Linked DNA regions of Mus musculus: region 2 is linked to region 1. The links are chromatin contacts, called in public Hi-C maps. All regions are on one chromosome and are shown on one strand. The core of a region is the stretch at or near the end of the contact, and the rest is flanking DNA. Distances in the headings are between cores, read along the strand shown.

Region 1 (5,438 bases), core at 881-3,380:
TCTAACAGGTATTTATAGAACATTTCATCCTAAAGCAAAAGAATATACCTTCTTCTCAGCACCTCACAGTACCTTCTTCAAAACTGACCATATAATTGGTCACAAAACAGGCCTCAACAGATACAAGAAGACTGAAATAATCCCATATACCCTATCAGATCACCACAGACTAAGGCTGGTCTTAAATACCAACAAAAACAACAGAAAGCACACATACACACAGAAGCTGAACAATGCTCTGCTCAATGATAACTTGGTCAAGGAAGAAATAAAAAAAGAAAGTAAAGTCTATCTTTTTAGAATTTAATGAAAATGAAGGCACATCATATCAAAGCTTATGGGACACAATGAAAGCAGTGCTAAGAGGAAAACTCATAGCTCTGAGTGCTTCCAAAAAGAAACTGGAGAGAGCACACACTAGCAGCTTGACAGCACACATGAAAGCTCTAGAACAAAACAAAGCAAATACACCCAAGAGGAGTAGACGGCAGGAAATAGTCAAACTCAGGGCTGAAATCAGCCAAATAGAAACAAAAAGAACTCTATAAAGAATCAACAAAACCAGGAGCTGGTTCTTTGAGAAAAAACAAGATAGATAGACCCTTAGCCTGACTAACCAGAGGGCACAGAGACAGTATTCAAATTAATAACATCAGAAATGAAAAGGAGACATAACAACAAAATATATCTTAAAATAATTATTCTGTCTGTTGAATATTAAGTTGAAAATATTAAAATCATGTTCTAGAAAAAAAGAAAAAGTAGAAGCTTTTTAGAAATACGTTTCTTATCTATCTATCCATCTATCCACCCATTATCATCTATTATCTATATTTAACATCTATCTAAGTATCTGTTTATCTATCTACCTGTCTATACCTACCTATCTACCTACCTACCTATAGCTATCTCTCTCTCTCTCTCTATCTCTATCTATCTATCTATCTATCTATCTATCTATCTATCTATCTATCTATCTATCATTTGTTTTCCTTTTTTTTTTCTTTTCTTTTTTGAGACAGGGTTTCTCTGTGTAGCCCTGGCTGTCCTGGAACTCACTCTGTAGACCAGGCTGGCCTCGAACTCAGAAATCCACCTGCCTCTGCCTCCCAAGTGCTGGGATTAAAGACGTGCGCCACCACCGTCCAGCTCATCTGTTTTTCTATTTTGAGACAAGGTCTCACTATGTAGCTCTGGTGACATAAGCAGAATAGGGCCTCAAACACACAAATCAACCTGCCTTTGCCTCCTGAGAGCTGGGTTTAAAGGCGTAGGGCACCACTCCTGGCAAAATACACTTCTTTAAAAGTCATCTTGGACACAGGCTTGTGCTTGGGATTGGCAAGTGCCGTAGCGATGCCGTTCGTTCGTTAAGGAAGAGCTCTGTATTTGCTCAGAGGTCGACAAGTTCAAGGCCGCGGGGAGAATCATTTACGGGAGCTTTCCTCAGAACTGAGAAGCATCGCCCTCAAGGACTTACGTGATCATGCCTAGAGTAACCATAGCTGCCCTCCGGGGCTTGAATAACTTCCAGAGGCGGGACAGGGGGTTGGCCTCTGTTTGCACAGGCTTTGATTTGCATCAGGACACAGTGGCTGGTTAGCTCCTGGGGCACGGAGTTTTGTTCTGATTTGGTTCCAGTAGGAACCTCATGTGTTTAATTGGCCAGGCTAAAGAAGAGCCCCAGAAGGAAATCCTCTTTTAAATCCTATGCAAATGGAGTCACTGGCCCAATCTGTGGTCCAGGCTGGGTTACCTGATTCATTAACAGAAGGTTCTGAACGGAATTCACCTTCCCACAGGAGAGCCCACTGGTGGGGTGAAAACCCCATAAGCACACAGAGAGGTCAGTGTACTGTAACCACAGCCAGCGACCATCCCTGGGAACCGGCTCTAAGCCACCTGAGATGAGCATTCATTGGAGTTCTCATTTTGGGTTAAAGGGCTATGTCATTGATTGTATTGGTTGGTTTCTGAGAACCTAGGAAGTAAAATCAGAATCCTGTAGGAAGTTAGTCAGGAGGACACCACCGTGAACGACAGGGATGCAGGCTCTGCACGCTCACATCCACACGGGGCAAGTTAGCAACCGCGGGCAAGTTGCTTTTCTTTGTCTCAATTTCCTCTTCACAGAGTGGGTATTTTCAGACCGAAGTGAGTACTGAGAGTGTCGAGCAGAGAGGAGGAACTGGGGCAGCCTGGGCTGCTGTCATTTCATAAGCAGGGATGATGGTACTGAGACTCCCCTCCCCCTCCCCCCTGCCCCCCTCCCCCAGCACTGGCTGAACACACAGCACCAGGGGGACTTGCACCAAGGTGTCCTAATTCCTTCTTTTTCTTCCTCATTCTGAGGCTTGAACCAAAGCCTCGCGAAGGCCAGGCCAGAGCTCTACGCCTGAGCTCTTCAGCCCTTACTGTTCATTTCATTCTTTCTTTCTTTAAAAATTTGATGCCAGGGGGACATGGTGGCAGCGCACATCCTTAGCCCCAGTGCTCCAGAGGCAGAGGCAGAGGCAGAGGCAGGCAGATCTCTGTCTGAGTTCCGAGGCCAGCCTGGTCTACAGAGTGAGTTCCAGGACAGCCAGGGCTACACAGAGAAACCCTGTCTTGAAAAATGAAAAGAAGAATAATTATGTTTTTATTCCTGTGCATGTGTGTGGGCGCTGGGGGAGGGTGCATGCTCGGCACACAGGTGAAGGTCAGAGGTCAACTTATACCATTCCAGTTTTTCCACCATGTGTTTTTGGGGGGCAACTCCAGCCCTCAGGCTTGGTAGCAACTACCTTTACCTGCTGAGACATCTCACTGTCTATCTGTCTGTCTATCATTGTCTATATGTCTTCTGTCTGTTTATCTATCAATCATTTGTCTGTTTATCTATCTATCATTTTCTGTCTATCTTTCTTTCTCTCTCTCTTTCTTCCCTTCTTAAACATTCATTTTTTGCCTCATCATACTTTGAATTGATTTTCACTTATGTGTAAGTATGTGCACATGAGCACACATGTCCAAAGAGGCCAGAGGCACTAGATTCCTTGGAGCTGGAGTTATAGATGCTTGCGAGCATCCTGCCGTGGGTGCTGGGTATCAAACTTGGGTCCCCTGGAAAAGCACTCTATGCTCTTAACCACTGAGCCATCTCTCTGGCCCCCTCACATTCTCTTTGAACGAACACATGTCAGTTATGTTGTATTTGGAGTCTTCCTGAACTCTTCATATAGTAACAGGGTAACAAACGCTACCAGTTAACTACAGCACCTTTAAACTTTATAGTGAATACCTGTGTGCTGCCTGTTCAGAAAAAAAAAAAACAAAAAGCTTTTTATACATGCTAGCTTGTCTCATGATCGGAAACATAAAACACATATAAAGCCACTTTATAGCTAAGGAAACCGAAACAGGTCTGAGTAAGGGCATTTTTTTTTTCAGGTGAAGATCTCATGCCAACCCCTAATGGATCTGTTCTGAGTGGCCAGCCCCCCAGAGATGCGTGGCTATTTTGCTTAGCTCTTAGTGAGCACAAAACAATCTTTTCAGCCTAAAGAAGTGAAGCACTGGGAGTTTTTTTTTTCTCCCCTTGGTGTCACCATAAATCAAAAACGCATCACAGAGAGTGCAGGTGTTTCCTGTACTCGTGACAAAAAGCAAACGGCTCACGTTGCCCCTGACGACGTAGCTGGAGTCGCTCAGGATGTCTCGGGCCAGTCCAAAGTCACAGATCTTCACCACCTTCCCGTGGGTGACCAACACATTCCTGGCTGCCAGGTCTCTGTGGACACACTGGAAGAGAGAGGCTTGAATGACATGGTCTGTGACTTACACCTTCAGAGAGAGACTCACAACAGTTACAGAGGACAGAGACCCATGACTGTCATACATCCCGAGAACACTGGCTGAGTCCTAAGTTAACTCAGCTGCAGTCATCTGAGGCATCCCTGGAGCTATGAGCCAAAGAAGTGCCAAAGGGGGCCTTCGCCTAGCTCCAGAGACGCTTCTAACAGCCGGCTTCCTGTGCGTGCGTGTGTGCGTGCGAGAACAGAATCCCTTTTGGATAAAGAACTGGCTTTCAGAATAAAAGTGCATCATATCTGACAGGCCTAGTGGTGCAGATCCATAATCGCAGCACTGGAGAGGCTGAGGCAGGAGGATTTCTAAGTTTGAGGCCAGCCTGGACTACACATAGAGGTCGTGTCTCTAAATGAATAAATAGATTAAGATTGAAGAAAGCATTCAGAAGAAGTGAGTTTGGGGGGACCAAAGAGATGATAGCTCAGTGAGAAAACGCATTAACCATGTAACCCTGATGTCCTGAGTTCGATTCCTGGGTCCCACAGTGGAAGAATTAACTCCCACAGTTTGTCCTCTGACTTCTGCACACACACTACGGTACATGGGCCCCACATTCTCATACACACACACACACACACACACACACACACACACACACACACACACACTTGCTTTCACATGCACATACAGGGTACAGGGGGCAGACAGACAGACAGAAGATAACGATGAGTTTCGAGGAGTACATGAGAGTAGAGCCCAGAGTCTCTGAAGGGAATGAACTCTGTAAGAGAGCACATGGTGTCCATGGGGGTCCACTACGCTCTCCTCAGCCTTTAAAAGAACAAAGCCTATAAAAACAGGAATGTCTGTGCCGTGACTCCTGCCCTCCTTCTCCAAGTCTGGCTTTCTTCATGTGGCATCTCCTAGATGTCTGTCCCCATCCCCATCATGTCCTCCTGACTACCTGCCCTGCCCGTATTCTTCCCAGCTGCTCTGGGAAGGCTCCTTCTGACCAGCAAGAAGGCTGCCCAGCCTGGACTGGCTTTGACTAGTCCCTCTCCCTCTGGATTCCATCCGAGGGAGGCTCTCTTGCTCTCTTGCCTGTTCCTCACCCCTTTTTCCTTGGGGTAGCCATGCTAACTTTAGTGACAGTATCAATCACAAGACACTGATCTGATGTATAGGTCTGCTTGTCTTTCTCCTAGAAACATAAAACCTGTGGGCCCTGAAGTCACATCCTCATTGGTTTTCTGCCCCAGCACAGTGTCGCATGGAGCCACACAAATGTGTGACACAGTCACAGAGTGGGGAAGAGCACAGTGCTTGGCATGATTGGAGCAGAAGGCTGCAGTGAAGACAAACCGTCTAAAAACTGGATGCCCGGGGCTGGAGAGATGGTTCAGTGGTTAAGAGCACTGACTGCTCTTCCAAAGATCCTGAGTTCAAATCCCAACAACCACATGGTGGCTCACATCTCATCCATGAGATCTGATGCCCTCTTCTGGTGCGTCTGAAGACAGTTACAGTGTACTTAGATATAATAATAAATAAATCTTAAAAAAAAAAAACTGGATGCTCTTCAAAAGTCCATGTCATAACACACCTAAGAGTAAAAATAAAAAGGCCTGCTGTAATTAGAGAACATGAAC
Region 2 (5,438 bases), core at 2,079-4,578, 190 kb after region 1:
CAGCAACCACATGGTGGCTCACAACCATCTGTAACGGGATCTGATGCCCTCTTCTGGTGTGTCCTAAGAGAGCAACAATGTACTCCTAGACATAAAATAGTAATTATTTTTTTATATAAAAAAGGGAGAACTAAAACTTGGAAGAAGATACTTGTAATCTATACAATTGACAAATGAGAGAAAAAGACCTGATCAAACAGCTCACTAAGAAAATGGCTGAAGATCAATGTGAACATTTTTATGGATGGTCCTTATAGCCAAGAAATGTTTCAAGAGGAAATACAAGTAGGAAATGATTTAACACTTTGACACCTTTTAGTGGTAGAATATAGATCTGTATATTCTCAATATTGACAATAGTTTAAATTGTTGAACACGTAACTGTTTTGGAAAGCTCAAAACCATTAACCTAGAGTTTCAAGGTAAACTTGGATCATTTCAGCCGGAAGAGATATAAGATAGTCATAAATGTACACACAGCAGTGGAAACCTGAAGCAGTCTGAATGCTCATCTGAAGAATAGTGGATGGATTAGTAGGACATTATGGAAGAAAGTATACTGATAGACAGCAACACAGAAGAAACTTATGAATGCGATTTAAAAGTGACATGGACGTGACTACATCCAACGTGCACCTTTTTATGAAGTTACATAACTAAAATTAACACTCTGTGGTGTTGCATAGGCATGAACCAGTGACTTGAGTAATATAAACTAAAGATTTAGTCTTATACAGCTGTGTTCAAACACATCCTAATCAAAGAGTCTTTCATTTTTGTAACTGATAGTTTTGTTTCTGAGGTTCACTATATGTGCTTTGTTTCTATTAGTCTTTTTTTTTTTTAAAGCATTTCTTTTTTTTTTTTTTTTTTTTTTTTAATTGGGGTGGGGGGGTTCGAGACAGGGTTTCTCTGTAGCCCTGGCTGTCCTGGAACTCTGTAGACCAGGCTGGCCTCGAACTCAGAAATCCACCTGCCTCTGCCTCCCAAGTGCTGGGATTAAAGACATGCGCCACCACTGCCCGGCTTTATTAGTCTTTTGTTTGACAGTTTGACTGTGTTGCCCTGGCTGGCCTGGAACTCAGAAAACTGCCTGCCTCTGCTTCTGTTTCCTGACGGTTGGGGTGGGATGAATGCTTGGCCATGTTCACTATCTTATTAGCCTTAAAGCCTCACACTGGCTCATCTCTTCTTAATCTGTTCTTGCTGTCCTCTTTCTTTCCGTCTCCTCAGTGTGGACTAAATATGTGTAGCCAAGCATGTTTTACATCTCAGAAGTCGTTAGCAATGTCCAGAGCCTTCTGAGTCATCATCGCTGTAAGCAGTGTTGCATAGCGCGCAGCGGACGGAGGCCGGGAGTGCTCTGAACACCCCCTGCAGTATGCGGGACAGCTCTTCCCGGGGGCAGTTATGCCAAGGTTGAGAGACGTGACATAGGCTTACTGCAGCGAGTTCTGTATACTCAAGAGCTCTTAATCTAACTCATCTTTGACTTTTGGGCTTTTATCTCTGCAGTATATTTTTTACATCAATTATTTTATTACTAAGCACCCCTTTAGTCATGATCAAATATGTGGAATTTTTAGAGCTGAACGCATAGAATAGACTAATAGTTAATAATACCTGTTTTTTAAGATTCAGCATCCCTTTGATAAAAACTAAATTAACCAGATATAAAAGGAACACATCTTACTACAAGACAGCACTCATAAAATAAGCCAGCAGCTAATGGTAAATAGGGCCCAGAGTTGGGACCACAGCACAGAGAGCTGTGCCCCATGGGAATCAAGAGGAAGCTTCCGGAGCTTGGTAGTTGTTAACTCGAACAGTGGTGCGAACAAGTGTGACCGGTTGAAAGGACAGCGCTAAAAAATCCTATACTCATAGCCTTGTCGTGACCTCTTTTAAACAAATCATGTACAGCCATTGCATGGAAATTCAAGATGTACAGCTTCTGAAGCCAGATAGCGTTTGCTGTGGAGACCCTTGCGTATTGAGTAGAGTTTATCTTTTACCTTGTCTATTTGTTTGTTTGTTGTTAAAAACCATGGTAGTCATCAAAAAGGTTGTTCCAAATATCATAGTTGGTTTGCTCTTGTGCTGTCACTTGACTGTTAATTTCCTTGTGGGCACTGCACCTCTTAATTATTGGGGGAAGCATAGTTTCTTTAGTTGTACCCAGTCGAGCCAGAGGAGACTTGTAAGAGTTTTGATGGCAAATGTCACATAGGTTCATACATATATATGCTACCCTTATCAATTTCATACAACTTATTTTAAATTTATGCTCTAAAGATAATTCAAAATCTACCTTGATTTTTATTAATATTAGAATAAAATGTTTAATATATCAATAACTCATTTTTAATAATTATTTCTGAGAACAAAAATCCCTATATTGTGCTGCTAAGAGACAGGAGAATGTGAGCTTCAGTTGTGCTTGGCTGCCCCTAACCTGTTGGTACTGAAGCTTAGTTGGGTTTATAACAAGCCTGTCAGACAGCACTGCCTCCTGACACAAGTCTGTTGGGGTTTGACAGTGGGTAGTGATGCGTGTGCTTGCTTCTTTAATGCTGTGAGAGGTTTGTGAATGCCTGTCATTGACAGTTGTCTTTCTGCCACTTACTCTAGCAGTCCCCACAGAAGTTGACAGCTACCATAGCCTGTTCCCTCTAGAACCACTGCCACCTCCCAACCGGATACAGAAATCAAGTAATTTTGGATATATCACGTCTTGCTACAAAGCTGTAAATAGCAAAGATGATCTGCCATATTGCCTTCGGAGGATACATGGTAAGGAAGGTGGATTTCCTCAGAAGTATACTACTCTTGCTAAGATTATTCATACTTTCATATAAACAGTGCTGTCTTATTATGCGTGCTTGGAAAACAAGGTTTCTTTTATTTTTCTTCTTTTTTTTTTTTGTCCCCATTTGAAGATTAATACTTTACAGCCAACATAGACCATTTTTAAAAATTCAAATTTCTCTTGAGCTATCATTTACAGTTGATTGTAGTAGAGAATTTTCTTCTTTAGGTTTTCGTCTTGTTAACACAAAGTGCATGGTGTTGGTTGATATGTGGAAAAAAATTCAGCACTCAAATATTGTAACTCTGCGTGAAGTGTTTACCACTAAAGCATTTGCCGAGCCTTGTAAGTACCCAGTCCTGTGGGTCCTGCTCATGGGCTTCCCTGTGTGGAGCCAGACTTGTGTGATGTGTGTTTCTGTTTCTTTGTAAGCTCTGGTGTTCGCCTATGATTTCCATGCTGGAGGAGAAACTATGATGAGCAGACACTTTAACGACCCGAATTCTGATGCCTACTTCACAAAGAGGAAGTGGGGTAAGCAAGAGATGCGAGCAGACTGTTTTGATGCATGCTTTTGACCTGGCGAGGAGTTTCTTATGAAGACATGCACAAAGGTTTTCTTGCCATTTTAAGGGTCTTACTGCATTTTTATAAAGTATCTCAAAGAATTGGAGTTGGTTTGCAGCAAGTTAGGAAAAATGTGTATATTGACTCATATTTTATACCAGTATTTTTGGTTTATTTTGGATATATCCCATAGGATATAAAATTTCCTATGAACATCATTTGATAGTCTTCCCACCCAGTGTGACTGTATGGTCATCTATGAAATCATTTCCCTAGAAACATTCTTTTGTTTGTTAAACGTCAAGTTAGTTTTTTAAAAAGCGACTTTACTTTAAAATGGAAGAGAAGTTCTTTCGTCTTCTCCTTCTTTCCTAATATTTGCTTAAATAGTCATTTTATAATTCAGATATTTCAAGGGACCTAGAAATTTATAATTGCAGTCTAAAACATGCTCCTTTAGAAGGAAAATGACACCACAGAAAACGTAAATCCAATTTGAGATGTCAAAATTTATATTTTTGTAGGTAGTCTGATTTTGTGTGGAACCAAGAATGAAGCTTCACCTTGTTAGCTGTAGTTTTTAATCTTAAGATTCTCTTGAACACAAAACATAATACTTGGGTGTGCTCATAACCTTGCTTCTGCATTCTGACAGTTGAAAGCAGTTGTGGTTTCAACATAGTTGTTGAATTGGTGGTGGAAGCCTGTCAGGCAGTGTGGTGGCTTCTCCTTTTGTGCTGTCGTCTGTAGACACGGGCACAGGTTTTTGGAGGATGTGGTGGCAGCTTTCCCTGAAGATGTGTGGTTGTGGCTCATATTTATTTTAGTAATAACTCTTGTGAGATGGCTGTTAGCTTTATTTATCGCTATCTTAACCTTGGCTCTGTTGACACTTGGGCCACACATCATTTGTTCTGTGGAATCTACCCTGTATTGTGGGTTGTTGGACAGTGGTGCTTGTCTTCTGGATACCCCTATACCTCAGCTCTGATGCCAGAAATAACTGCATGCACTGCCAGTGTTCCTTGTTGAGAACTACTCAGAGCATGTTACCCATTTTAGAAGTCTGTATTTTTTCTAGGACTGGAAACATCTCTCTCAGTTTCTACATTTTCTCAGTCTCTGTTCTTCCATGCATTAGACTCTTATAACCCCCACTATACTCCTTACACATATGAATGCCTTACTGTTTTCTCCTACTGAATAACTGTTTTAGCAACAACTTCTTTAAAAAGGCATGTTTGTCATAAGTGCATTATTTAGAAAATGGGGATGATATGAGATAGTGAAAGTGTATTTATATAGAAACTATAGAGATTAAAATGAAGTGAATGGAGCAGTTAGAATGGAATCTGATGGAAAGTAAGACCTATGTGTTTGCTGTAAGTCCTCACTCTAAGAATTGTAGCATCTAGGAGGCTAAGTCAGGAGAATTGCTACAAATTGGAGGGTTACAGAGTACAGTCCTCGTCTCAGAAAAACAACAACAACAAAAAAAATAGCTGGGTGTAATGCCACATGCCTTTAATTGCAGCACCTAGAAGACAGATTGAGACAGATAGCTGAGTTCAAGGCCAGCCCAGTTTATACAGTGAGTATTTCCAGGACAGCCAGGGCTACATAGTGGATCCTGTTTGAATATAAACAAAAACAACAAAACAGGATAACTGATCCTCCTCCTTATGATCATATCAGTTGTGTAACTTTATTTAAACATTCTTCCTTTTGGTCATGGTGCTGTGGGCTGACTTGCAGTCTTGATGCGTGCTCAGCTGTGCTCCAGCCCTCAAAGTCACACGGATTCAGGACTCTCTTGGGTTCTCTCTGACATCTTCTTAGCGGTTCCCGCTAAAAGCTGTTTGGAGACTTCTAAAAACTTCTTTATAGAATGTAATGTCTTCATTCTGTACAAATTGAGAGGAAATGGTTCGTGTATATGTACTTGTTTAAAACATTGTCCCAAGCCATAGTTACACATTCACTTTATCTACGTCTATCTATCTATCTATCTATCTATCTATCTATCTATCTATCTATCTATCTACGTCTATCTATCTATCTA

What was found. A called contact is a pair of places that touch in the nucleus more often than the background predicts.
Region 2: a contact with region 1 is called in a Hi-C map of pro-B cells, with 4 times the contacts expected there. The contact joins two enhancer-like sites. A contact is called at or near these places in 1 of 15 datasets of contacts at CTCF or cohesin (pro-B cells), 17 of 484 Hi-C or Micro-C datasets (B cells, CD4 T cells, CD8 T cells and 11 more) and 3 of 9 other capture datasets (adipose tissue, liver and pancreatic islet).

What each region holds. Positions count from the first base shown.
Region 1 is chr5:147,337,556-147,342,993 of GRCm38.p6, forward strand. It overlaps Flt3 (FMS-like tyrosine kinase 3), which reads right to left. Exons shown (of 24, transcript NM_010229.2): 20 at 3,658-3,780. Among named protein-coding and RNA genes, the nearest start is that of Urad, 18 kb to the left of the region's middle. Within about 2 kb of position 2,131, at least 56 of the 459 cell types and tissues checked have an H3K27ac peak or open chromatin away from gene starts, as enhancers often do. A contact at or near this core is called in B cells, CD8 T cells, LSK cells and 1 more, where this site is marked.
Region 2 is chr5:147,523,888-147,529,325 of GRCm38.p6, forward strand. Pan3 (PAN3 poly(A) specific ribonuclease subunit) reads left to right here. Exons shown (of 19, transcript NM_028291.5): 9 at 2,632-2,793; 10 at 3,038-3,154; 11 at 3,242-3,343. Among named protein-coding and RNA genes, the nearest start is that of Pan3, 96 kb to the left of the region's middle. Within about 2 kb of position 3,329, at least 77 of the 459 cell types and tissues checked have an H3K27ac peak or open chromatin away from gene starts, as enhancers often do. A contact at or near this core is called in B cells, CD8 T cells, LSK cells and 1 more, where this site is marked.